Regions from separate parts of the Ovis aries genome. Here region 2 is linked to region 1. The links are chromatin contacts, called in public Hi-C maps. All regions are on one chromosome and are shown on one strand. Each heading gives the region's core, a stretch centred on a gene start, on an enhancer-like site or on the middle of the called end of the contact. The rest is flanking DNA. Distances are from core to core; before and after follow the strand shown.

Evidence for each region. Hi-C and Micro-C count contacts between places; a contact is called where the count stands out from the background.
Region 2: a Hi-C map of hypothalamus shows a contact between it and region 1, with 11 times the contacts expected there. The contact joins the promoter of NRP2 here to the enhancer-like site in region 1. A contact is called at or near these places in 5 of 16 Hi-C or Micro-C datasets (hypothalamus, mixed tissues, omental adipose tissue and 2 more).

What each region holds. Positions count from the first base shown.
Region 1 is chr2:206,354,892-206,360,346 of ARS-UI_Ramb_v3.0, reverse strand. No RefSeq gene overlaps it. Among named protein-coding and RNA genes, the nearest start is that of TRNAS-GGA, 120 kb to the right of the region's middle. Within about 2 kb of position 3,111, at least 3 of the 54 cell types and tissues checked have an H3K27ac peak or open chromatin away from gene starts, as enhancers often do.
Region 2 is chr2:207,828,216-207,833,670 of ARS-UI_Ramb_v3.0, reverse strand. It overlaps NRP2 (neuropilin 2), which reads right to left and starts at 2,464. Exons shown (of 17, transcript XM_060410281.1): 1 at 1,519-2,464. The coding sequence starts at 1,591.

The DNA.
Region 1 (5,455 bases), core at 1,862-4,361:
CCCTGGTATTTCTAGTTAAAAAGCAATAAATCTTAAGGCAGGTAATGAATTCCATTTTGAGTAATCTCATTATGGACATCTATTCAAAGAGTCTATATAGCACAAGCAGGATGACTGGAAAACCTAGTATAATGTGCTGGCTTTTTTCCCTGTGCCAAATTAACAGTGAAGGCCTCTTAAAAGGATGCTTCATTTGGGCTGTCTTATTATCAGAAATATTATACAAGTTGGAATCGGGGCCTGAGTGCAGCCACACTGCTGAGATAACTCCTACTGTTGGATCAATGGCTGGCAGGAATCCACCATTAAAGAAGCTCTGAGCAGCGACTCAGGCTCCTACCCAAAACCCCAGTGTGCTGTTCCCTGCTGGAGCCTAGAAGATGAAGAATGAATAGGGGAAAGAAAGTCTAGGGAGGTATTTTCTAAGATTATCTTGCAGGATCAAATAAGGTGTATTGTGCAGGATCTGTTATATTCAATCCATCCTATACACAATGATCAAATTGTTCTTTCCAGAACCTAATGAATTATGTCACCACTCTATAACCTTCAGCTGCTGCCCATTATTATCTTAAAAACTTTAGGTTTCTCACCCAGATATTAAAAAGGCTTACCAATATTTACATACCCATACCCATCTTGTTAAGCTCCAATCTGATTCATTAATTAGCCATGGGGTGAGGCCTGAGATTCAGCATTTGTAGTAAGCATCCAAGCGATGTTAGTGTAGTAAACGAGGCTGTGGACCACACTTGGAATAGCAAGGCTCTAGAATATTGAGTCTCCAACTCTGACCTGCATTCCAACCACGAGAGGGCTTCCCAGGTGGCACTAACGGTAAAGAACCCGCCTGCCAATGCAGGAGACCTAAAAGACTTGGGTTCAATCCCTGGATCAGGAAGATCCCCTGGAGGAGGGCATGGCAACCTACTCCAGTAGTCTTGCCTGGAGAATCCCATGGACAGAGGAACCTGGCAGGCTACAGTCCACAGCCAGAAAGAGTTGGACATGGTACAGCAACACAGCACACAGAATCACCAGAAAATGTTAAAACTGAAATTCTGCTCCCCCTCGCAAGAGCTTCTTATTTAGGGGTCTGGCGTAGGGCCTGAAAATGTGCATTTCTTATGAGTTTCCAGCTGATATTGATGCTCCTGGTCCAGGGGCCACACCTTGAGAACAGCTTCTCCAGGGCACCAGTTCTCAAACCTGACTGCACGTTTATCCTATGTACTTAAAAATATGAAGCTTCAAAGACATACTGATTCCCAGCTCTACCACCAGACAAATGAAATGAGAATCTCTGGGAATGCAGCCCCAGTGTCAAAGTCATTGTCAACTCTTTAAGTGATTTTTAATATGAATTGAGAATCCCTGCTCTAGAACATGGCTTCCAAAATAACTTTCCATACAGTGTCCAGACAGGAACACAGGATGCCGTGCTCATCCTCAGTGTAGCTTCTGGTACTATCACTTTTCAGAATTTGGCTTAAATGGACTTTTTTTTCTGAAATACCTTCTGTATCGACCATCAAAACTCCATCTGCCTTGCACGGGTTACCTCTAACCCTATCTCTTTCTGAAGCCTTCTTGTAGGTCAAAGGCCAGCTCAGAGGCATCATTTCTTGAGCTTCTTAAATACATTGCTTTCTAATTCCAGTCACGTTTGAGATTCTTACTAACCTCACCTTGGGCCTTCTTCCTTCCTGTCCGGATAGCCCTCCTGAGAACTTCTTTTGGAAACTTGTGCCAGCACTAGGGTTTTTCTGTATAACCATTGGTCTTCCCTCACAGCTCCCAAGTGCCCTGCAGGTAGGAGCTGGGTCTTCACCATCCTACCTGTCTCTCCCAAAGCTCTGGGACACACTGTCCTACCCTAGCTGCCACTCAGCACCTATGAGTTGTTCTGCATGCGCACCTCTGTAGATCTTGACATCTGTGTTCTCATAATCTTGGTATTTGTGTCCTTGTCTTAACCCTTCTACTAGTATAACCTTCTTGAGGGCAGGGACTGTACCATACACACCTTTATGTCTGCCCCACCCCCACCCACACACTCCTCTGGGTTCTTGCTACTCAAACTGTGGTCCACAGACCAGCAGCATTGGCAACATCTGCTGCTCCTTAAAATGCAGACACCTGGGCCTTACCTGCTGCTGCTGCTGCTGCTGCTAAGTCGCTTCAGTCATGTCCAACTCTGTGCAACCCCATAGATGGCAGCCCACCAGGTTTCCCTGTCCCTGGGATTTTCCAGGCAAGAACACTGGAGTTGGTTGCCATTTCCTTCTCCAATGCATGAAAGTGAAAAGTGAAAGTAAAAAGTGAAAGTGAAGTTGCTCAGTCGTGTCCAATTCTTAGCGACCCCATGGACTGCAGCCCACCAGGCTCCTCAGTCCATGGGATTTTCCAGGCAAGAATACTGGAGTGGGGTGCCATTGCCTTCTCTGGGCCCTATCTAGACTTACTGAATTAGAATCTGCATTTTAACAAGATCCTCAGGTAATATGTATACACACTAAAGTTTGAGAGGCATTGCTTTAGAAGGTAAAATAGAGTGGGTTCTGATCTGAACTTTGAAGCCTGGGATCTTGAGTGAGTTATGTCTACCATACCAGTTCCCGCATCACTAAATAAGTCTTCATCTCACAGCGATAGAGGGAGCTTTACACAATGTAATGTGATTAAATTGTGTCATGTCAGTAAAACCCTCAGAACGTTATAAGCCCTCAATGACACAGTATGAACTATTATTCCTCAATTAAAAATGGTTAACTTTAATTGATTTTGAACTGCCACCCAGAATAGATAAGAAAATGAAACCCAGTTCTGCATGGATTTCAGAAACATGAAATATAAAAGGCAATAAATAAAAATATTAAAAAAAAAAAAACGTTTTGCAAATGCGAAGGAGCATGTCAAATCATTCCTGTGTTGAACCCTAAGCAATGCAGCGGCTGGAGCTTTTAAATGTACCATCACCTAATTTTCTGCTGTGTCACCAGGTTTTCCTCTACTGCGCAATTCTTTCAGGCCGCCTTTATTCTGTTCGACCTAAAGAACAACTTTGTACAGAGCATTTTGTTTCTCAGACAAATCTCTTGTTGCTGTGGCGATTACCTCAGCAGCCATAAAATGTGCAGCTTGCTTGGCTGAAACGTATGCACACACTGCCCCCTAGGGGATCTACTCTGTCATGACCCTCAAAACCAAAAAAAAACCCAAAATCTCTGGGCGTCAGGGGTGGGTGAAGTTGGCTTAGAGGGAAAGGGCTGACCCTCTGACTGTGATAGTCTGTAGAACTTTGAAGTTACTCCTGAGCCAGCATGAATGTTAAAGAATAATCTAACACCACGGTGGGGCTCACTAGAATTTATGAAATAGAATTTGATACATATGACCTGGGTTTGATTCCTTCAAATGTTAGGAATAAGGGCATTGACTTCAATGAACATCTGAGATGACAACCAACCTTTGAAGTGAAAATTTAACTACACAGTATTTACTGAATGAAAATGATACATTTATACCTCACAACAAAGTCACCAGATCAAGACTTTTGGGAGAATAGGGTAGAGTTGGCAAATGACGAAATGCATTCACCCAATAGTTATTGAGAGGCTACAGGTACATGGTTGTTGGGGACTTGGCGCTTCTCACTGAATCAGAGATGAAGATCCCTGCTCTCATGGGTCTGGAATCTAGTTAATATCAGGAGTATCCCTCTTGTACACCTGCTGTCTCCTGCTTGGGTGGTTCCAGGAGACGCTGAAAGGAAGACAAGGCAGTCAGTGCTCCATGAGTACTTCAGAGGCAGCTCACAGGCAAACCCTGCCTCCTTGTGACCTAATGGGGGTTTTCTTCTTCTTTCCTATTTGTTTTCTTCTTGTTCATTTTTTTTGTTATTGGCTGTTTTGATGTAGTATGAATATCATATACAGCTGACTCCTGAACAGCACTGTGTGTGTTACGTGGTATATGTGTGTTACGGTCATATGTGGATTTTCTTCAGTAGTTAACACTATAGTACTATACTATCAGCAGTTGGTTCATGCCACTGGATCCAGAACCACAGTCAGGAGGGTTTGTGAACTGCGTATGTAATATATACAGGGAGGGCCAAATATATATTACACGGAGATTTTCGACGGCATGGATCGCGGGTGCCATTAGCTCATGCTGTTAAGGGATCAACTGTACACATATCTATGGATTCATCAGTAGGTAGGTAGGTAGGTAGGTAGGTAGATATCTTTGCTGGGGAATGTGCTACAGCACATCATGGAATCTGATCCTGTCTTAGGCCTGGAGTTGGGAATGGAGAAGAACTTTAAGGAATCTCCTTGGTAGCTCAGTGGTAAAGAAGCCGCCTGCCAATACAGGAGACACCAGTTCGATCCCTGCTCTGGGAAGATCCCATATGCCACAGAACAACTAACTCCGTGCGCCTCAACAACTGAGCCTGTACTCTAGAGCCCAGGAGTCTCACGCAACTGCTTAGCCCGAGTGCCACAACAACTGAACCCTGAGTGCCCTGGAACACGTGCTCCACAAGAGAAGCCAGTGCCACGGGAAGCCCATGCACTGCAACCAGAGAGGAGCCCCTGCTCTCCACAACTAAACAAAAGCCTGTGCAGCAAGGCGGACCCAACATAGCCCAAAGTAAATAAATAAATTCAATTATAAAAAAAAGAAACCTCAGTGAAGGAGTGCCGAGAGGCAGTCAGCAGAATCAAACTGACTTCTGCTAAGAGGAGGCCCCAGCATATTCACCAGCAACTAGGGTGCAAAGGCCCCATTTGAACCCACACACTTGGTGTGTCAGGACTCTGTACCCACCTCCCGGTCGCCTCCACTGCCTGCTGACAGTCTGTAATTCCCTCCTCATCACCACTGTGGAGACGCTTTGGCTATGCCCCCTTGCTGCGGCTGTGCCGTGGAGGTGGCTGGAGTCCCTTTGCCTGCAGGGTTGCTAAGGGCCAGGTCTGCAGTGACTACTGAACCCTTGCCTGGAGCCCTTCCGGAAACAGTGCTCCAGCAGACAGGGAGTCTGAGGGGACATCATCCAGCCCAGGGTGGTCTCACGTGCGCAGCACCCCTCCCACCTTTCCCTAGAAGCTCCTGAGGTCCGTGTCCTTCCTCTTCCTCCAAGGCTGTCTGGCGCCAGGATTGAGAAAACTCAGTGAAAGAATGTCTTCCTCCACACAGTTCTCAGTTTGGATTCATTGCTGAGCTCACATGCCCTTCCCATCAACCGATCACTCTGGCACATTAATTGCATGCCCCGTGTCCTGCTGCATGGTGTCCTGCCTGTCCTGCTTTCTGCAGAGTCTCTCTAGTACTGTAAGTGTGCACCACGTGATAAGGCACTCAGTAGGGAGATGGGATAGGGACTGTCCAGGGAGCACTGGCTATGCACGGGGCACTGTCCATTTCTTGTTTTAATTCACCCATCCTC
Region 2 (5,455 bases), core at 1,215-3,714, 1.5 Mb before region 1:
CACACACACACAGCGAATCACACAAACATCCATAATTTATGCCGCTTTCAGGTCTGTGGGAGGTAATTTAATTTCGCCTCAAGCTGGGAATTTAGAATTAAGAGAACAGGGAACTGGAAGCCACAGGAAATTTCCCCAAGTGGGACCTGGACCCATCTCTTTCATACGATTTGCAGCTGCTCTGAAGACCAGTTACGGAAGAGAAAAAAGCAGCAAACGTGTGTGTCTGGAGAGTAAGGGCGTGCACGTCTTTCTTTCCCTCAAATAAACACCCAAGCTTCAAGTGGGGCGCGTGCCTGTGCTGGCGAGTGAGAATCAGAGTCCCCAGCTCCCGCAGGATCCACTAACCCGCTGTGATGGGAAGACCCGGGAGGCTGCCAGGGGTTTGTGCTACCGCTGCGGTGGCAGCCTTAGACGTGCCTCCGGGTAAGGGCACTCCAGGAAGTGTTTTTCTCCTCTCTTTTCTCCATTTCCTCCAGGGATGCTTTCCCCACTCTCAGTCACCTGTAGCAGCTTTTAAGAGTTTTGTCAGATTCCAGAGACTCTTGTCAGAGGGGAGAGAGGCTCAGCCCGGAGAGAGTGGTGTGGGGAAGCAAGACCGTCTCCCACTAGATTTTCTGGAACCAGAGAGCCCTTCTCTGAAAGAGCAGTGCCCCTGGCCAGCCTCCATTCCCCCCACCCGCCAAATACTTGCCCCAGACCATTCTGGGCCTTGCAGTGCTTATCTCTGCAGTCTGTCCACACACCCTTTTTGGCAGTGGTTGAGAACAAATTCTACCCAAAAGTTTCTAACCACTTCACAAGAGTGAGAGACCTTTGAGGGCCACGCAGTTTGTTTTATCTAATACTAGTTTTAAAAAGAACATATGATTTACTTCCCCCAGAAAATATATGGAGGCAGGAAAGAGAACTGGGTGACCAACCGCCTCCGTTAGCAGCAGCGCCCAGCCCAGAGCCGAGCCACGAGACAACTTGCTCCATCAGCCTGAGCCCAATGATTCGGAGGCTCATCCACACATTCTGCAAAGAAGCCACAGCATTGGAAAACCCAAACTAGATTCTTGTATTTCCCAAGCCCTTCAGTTCACATTGCTCAATGTAGCTAAGTGGAGGGAATGCAAATGATTTATATTTCGCTGGCTAGGTTGAAGAAACTCATGGGAGATGTGTTCTGCTTCAAGACAGGGGAAAAAAATTCCCCAAAACTGTAATGCAAAGGCTTTGTAGTATTTTTAAACCTTTGATTCAGTCCATATGTGACATCTGAACACCGCCAAATTCTGTCTATGTTTCAAAACACACACATAGTCACATACTCCTAGCAGGAAAGAAAAGTTGGGTTTTAGCAGCGGTGGTGGTATAGGGAGGGCCGACTGGGATCTCTCTCTGAATTATTCAGTATTGAGCGATCCTCCTTCTCTTGCCATTGCGTGTGGCCCCCTGCGTTAGCAGTTGTTTTTAAAGGTAAAGGCACGCTGAAATGAATTAAAAAAAAAAAAAAACTTTCGGGGGGCTTACCTGCTTGGCCTCTCACTTCATGTCCTGAAAAGTAGAGAGCTAGGAAAATCCAGGTGAGAGGAAACATATCCATGTTGGAGAAGGTTTTCTCCAGAGCTGTTTTTATAGATTTCTTGTTTAATGGTAAGTCTTTGTGTTTTTCGCTCCTTGTGTTCTTCCTTAGTGTCCTCTGCAAAGGTTCCTACCGGTCAGTGTTTCCCTTCTGAGTCCTGGCGGCCTGTCGTCACCTTTCTTCTTGCTGGGTCCCCACCTCACCAGAGGAGGGTAGCTCTTGAAATCAGCAAAGAGGGAGCAAGCCGGGAAGAGAGGATGGATTTCCTCTCTTAAAAACAAAACGCATCTATGTCCTCTCCAGTTCCTCAAAGTATCATTTCCTTTATCCTACAACATCCCGAGTATTTCCCGTTAGCCAAGCGTAAAAAAAAAAAAAAAAAGAATAAAAATACAAGCCAAGACTTGCCTTGGGCATCACACGGCCCCCAGGCAGCTGTGTGATCTCAGAGGCGTACACTGACATACATCCCTCGGCACTGGGGACCGGCACGCGGGCGGAGGCACAGACCGCCGGACGGCCCGAGCGCGAGGCGGCCGCCCAAGCTCTTGCCCTCGCCGGGTTCCCCTAGCGGGAGCCTCCCCTAACGGCTACACCCGCTTGGCCAGCCTCGCGAGGGGAGTCTGAGGAAGGAAGCTGCTGCTGCTGCGGCTGCGGCTGCTGTGGCTGCTGGTGGTGCGGCGGCGGCGGCGGCGGCGGCTGGGATCGCCTGGGAGTGAGCGAGCCCCTCTCCGAGTTCGCCCGCGCCCGCCCTCACCTCCACCTCGCCCAGCGCCCGGCAGAGTGTCTGCGCGTCTGAGGATGTGCTGGGGGCGGCTGCGGGCTGGTGCCTAGCTCGCGTTCTCTGCTTCCCCTCCGGCTCCCCCCGCTGCCTTTTCAGGCCGAGCAGCATGTGGATGTCAGAGCCGCGGCAGAGCTATCCGATTACGCGCCGGCTCAGGGCCCGCCCCTTCTGTGTTCCTGATTAAAGAGGCAGCCGCGGAGACGCGCGGCGCAGAGGCGAGTGCCGCGGCACCCAGCTCGGGCGGGGCGGCGGCGGCTTTCCCCCGGCAGCGGCCGGATCAAAGTTAAGGCAGCTCCCCCCTCAAGCCACCCATCTCCCCCCAGCACCTCCCGCCACCCTGGCACCTCCGCTGCCGGGTTTCGCCAGGCCGCCCGTGCGTAATGCCCTGCAGAAGGAGCGCCCCCGGGCACCTCCCGGGCGCGCTGCCCTTGGCCACTTGGCCCCCGTTCGAGGGAGACTCCTCGGGAAACGGAGGAAATTCTTGTCCCCCCGCCCCCGATTCCCCGACTCCGGTGCCACACACGTAGAGCCCAGCACAATGCCACGCGCAATGGCGTTACAAGAGGAGTTGGGTGGCGTACGGTGTTTGGAGCAGGGAACCCGGCAGCAGCTCAGCCATGCGTTCGCGCCGGCAGCAGTGCGTGGCGGCGACACACACGTTCAGCCCTGGCTGAATAAAACCCCAAACACTCCTTGCGTTTACTACTCAGATCCTTTGTTGTGTCCCAAACATACTCCTCTCTTCTCTGCGTGAGGGTTTAGTTTTTCCTGCGTCCCTAACTTGTAACTATCTGAAGAGGAAAGACGTTCTTCAAAGCAATTTTTCAGGTAATTAAATTGGATTCCGCCAACCTTCCAAAAATGTCCAGGTAGGAAGACTTCTCAAAATGCTACAGAAAGTACTTCTTTTCACATTTTCCCGGTGGTAATGTGGTCACACCGCCGAGGAAAGAAAACAGCATTATGCCAACTATTTTTTAAATGGAGGCGTGAAAACTGTTTAGAGGGAGCCTCGAGCTAACAGTTGGGAAAACACTTGCGTTTTTGTTTCGAAGGATGTCTTTGTGGGTTCCAAACTGTCTTGCTTCACTAGGCACCTATTACTACAGTATCATAAAGATTCTAACAGAAACAGTCTAAACACTCTGCGTATACCTTTTCTCCCACTCCACAGATTAAGAAAAATAAAGTTTTGGTGACAAGAAACACACACACATCTGACTATTCCATTTATTTCTTTGCCTGTGCTGGTGGATTCTTCTGGGTGGTTTTCCTCCTTATCTGGACTTGCCATTAGCTTTGTTTATCACTTTTAGTGTCTGAAAAATCTGTAGCTCCCACTTAACTGTTATTTACACTGAGATAACCAAAACAAAATTGAATCAGAAGTCATTTGCAAATAGTTGCGCCAGGCCGTGCAAGGACTTACCGTGCTGTGTAAATGCACAGGCTGCCTATCACACTGTTAATCTCAGACGCCTGGTGTGAAAGGGCATTTAAGCGAGGCCTGGTGAGTTCTTCCAATGTGCATATCCCCAGATTGGCCCAAAGCCTACCTCTCATTCCTTTCCTTTTTTTTCCCCTTCTCTCCCCTTCCTTCTTTCCCTCCTTTCTTCCTGGCCTTGAGAGCACATCCATATTATTGAAAACTCCAAATTTACTATTTTTTCCTGTTTAAATGTCAATTGTAAAGAAAGACCACTGCTCCCCCAGTGTTTAATGGAGTAAAGAGGCAGTCTGGAGTTTGAACCTCAATTTGAGGTCTCTGCTTCTGTCATTGCCAAGTTACTAACTTAGGGACATTATCTACAGTGGCAGAGGCCCAATAACGAAAGTCACTTAGAATCATGTCCCCCTACCAACCAACCTAGCAAGTGCTCAACAGGGAAGGATTCTGAGAACATTATAGCCAGAGTTCAGATGAAGGGGAGACAGAAAGTAAAAGTAAACTGAAGCCCATTGGGAAACCGTAAGAGTGAAATTCTGGACTTTCTGCTGTTAGGGTCTCAGGGCTGAAGGTCCCCATGAGGCTGCTTTGAGGGTCTGGTATGGCAGGGAGAAGGGTCAGTCTCAGTGTTCTGTTCCTGGACTTGATTTCCAGTCATGGATTTTAATTTTACAGAGGTATCATTAAGAAGGAGCTAACTCACTTTCTGGGAGTCCTCAGAAAGTGTTCCAGGACTTCTGATCAGTCCACTTGAGTCAAGTCTTGACTTCCTTCTGCTGGGTAGAGAGGGTGAGTCTTTGGTTCAGAGCCCTGGGGACTCCCAGCACAGCCAGGCCGTTTTTAATCCTCTAGGGGGCAGCACTCAATAAATAATTGTAACAGTACCTGCAGTAGCTCTTCTGGTGGTGCTTTTATGAGACTTCCAGGAGCCCACAGCCCTTTATCAGACCAGGGGAGATTCAGGATGAGACCAGACCTCAACAGTCCACTGTGAACAAGAGCCCATGGACTCAGGGAGGACTCAGAATTGCTTTGATTCAAGACTTCCTAGGACTCTTGGGAACAAAAAACAAATCCTACCAGTGCCCTCTGAAATCCAGTCTTTAGGGAAATTCTCCAGACCAGGACTGGCTCAGACCTGCCAGCCCCAGTTTTTGTCTGGACTGGAATCTCAGGGGTTTGGCTGCAGTTGGTTTGGTTTTGACCAGAGGTGCAGGGGTGAGCCAGGCACCATGCTTTTCATTATTTTGTGAGTCCACATCTTTCACTCTTGTGAGTCCCATAGAGCATCAGTCTCCAACTTTTTTGGCACTAGGGACTGGTTTCATGGAAGACAGTTTTTCCATGGACTGAGAGGGGTTGGTTCCAGGATGATTCAAGTGCATTACCTTTATTGTACACTGTTGCTATTATTATTACATCAGTTCCACCTCAGATCATCAGGCATTAGATCCCGGAGGTTGGGGACCCCTGTCATAGAGAAACTTGCCTACTAAAGACTAGTGGCATTTACAGAAACAATGTACTAGTTAACAGAAACAGTAAACTGACTAGAAAACAGCTAACTAGTGAAGTCGAGATTCTTGGTAGAATCAGTGACTCACCTAGGACCTTTTACATCCTTATCCTTAATTGTGGAATAATAATAGATAAT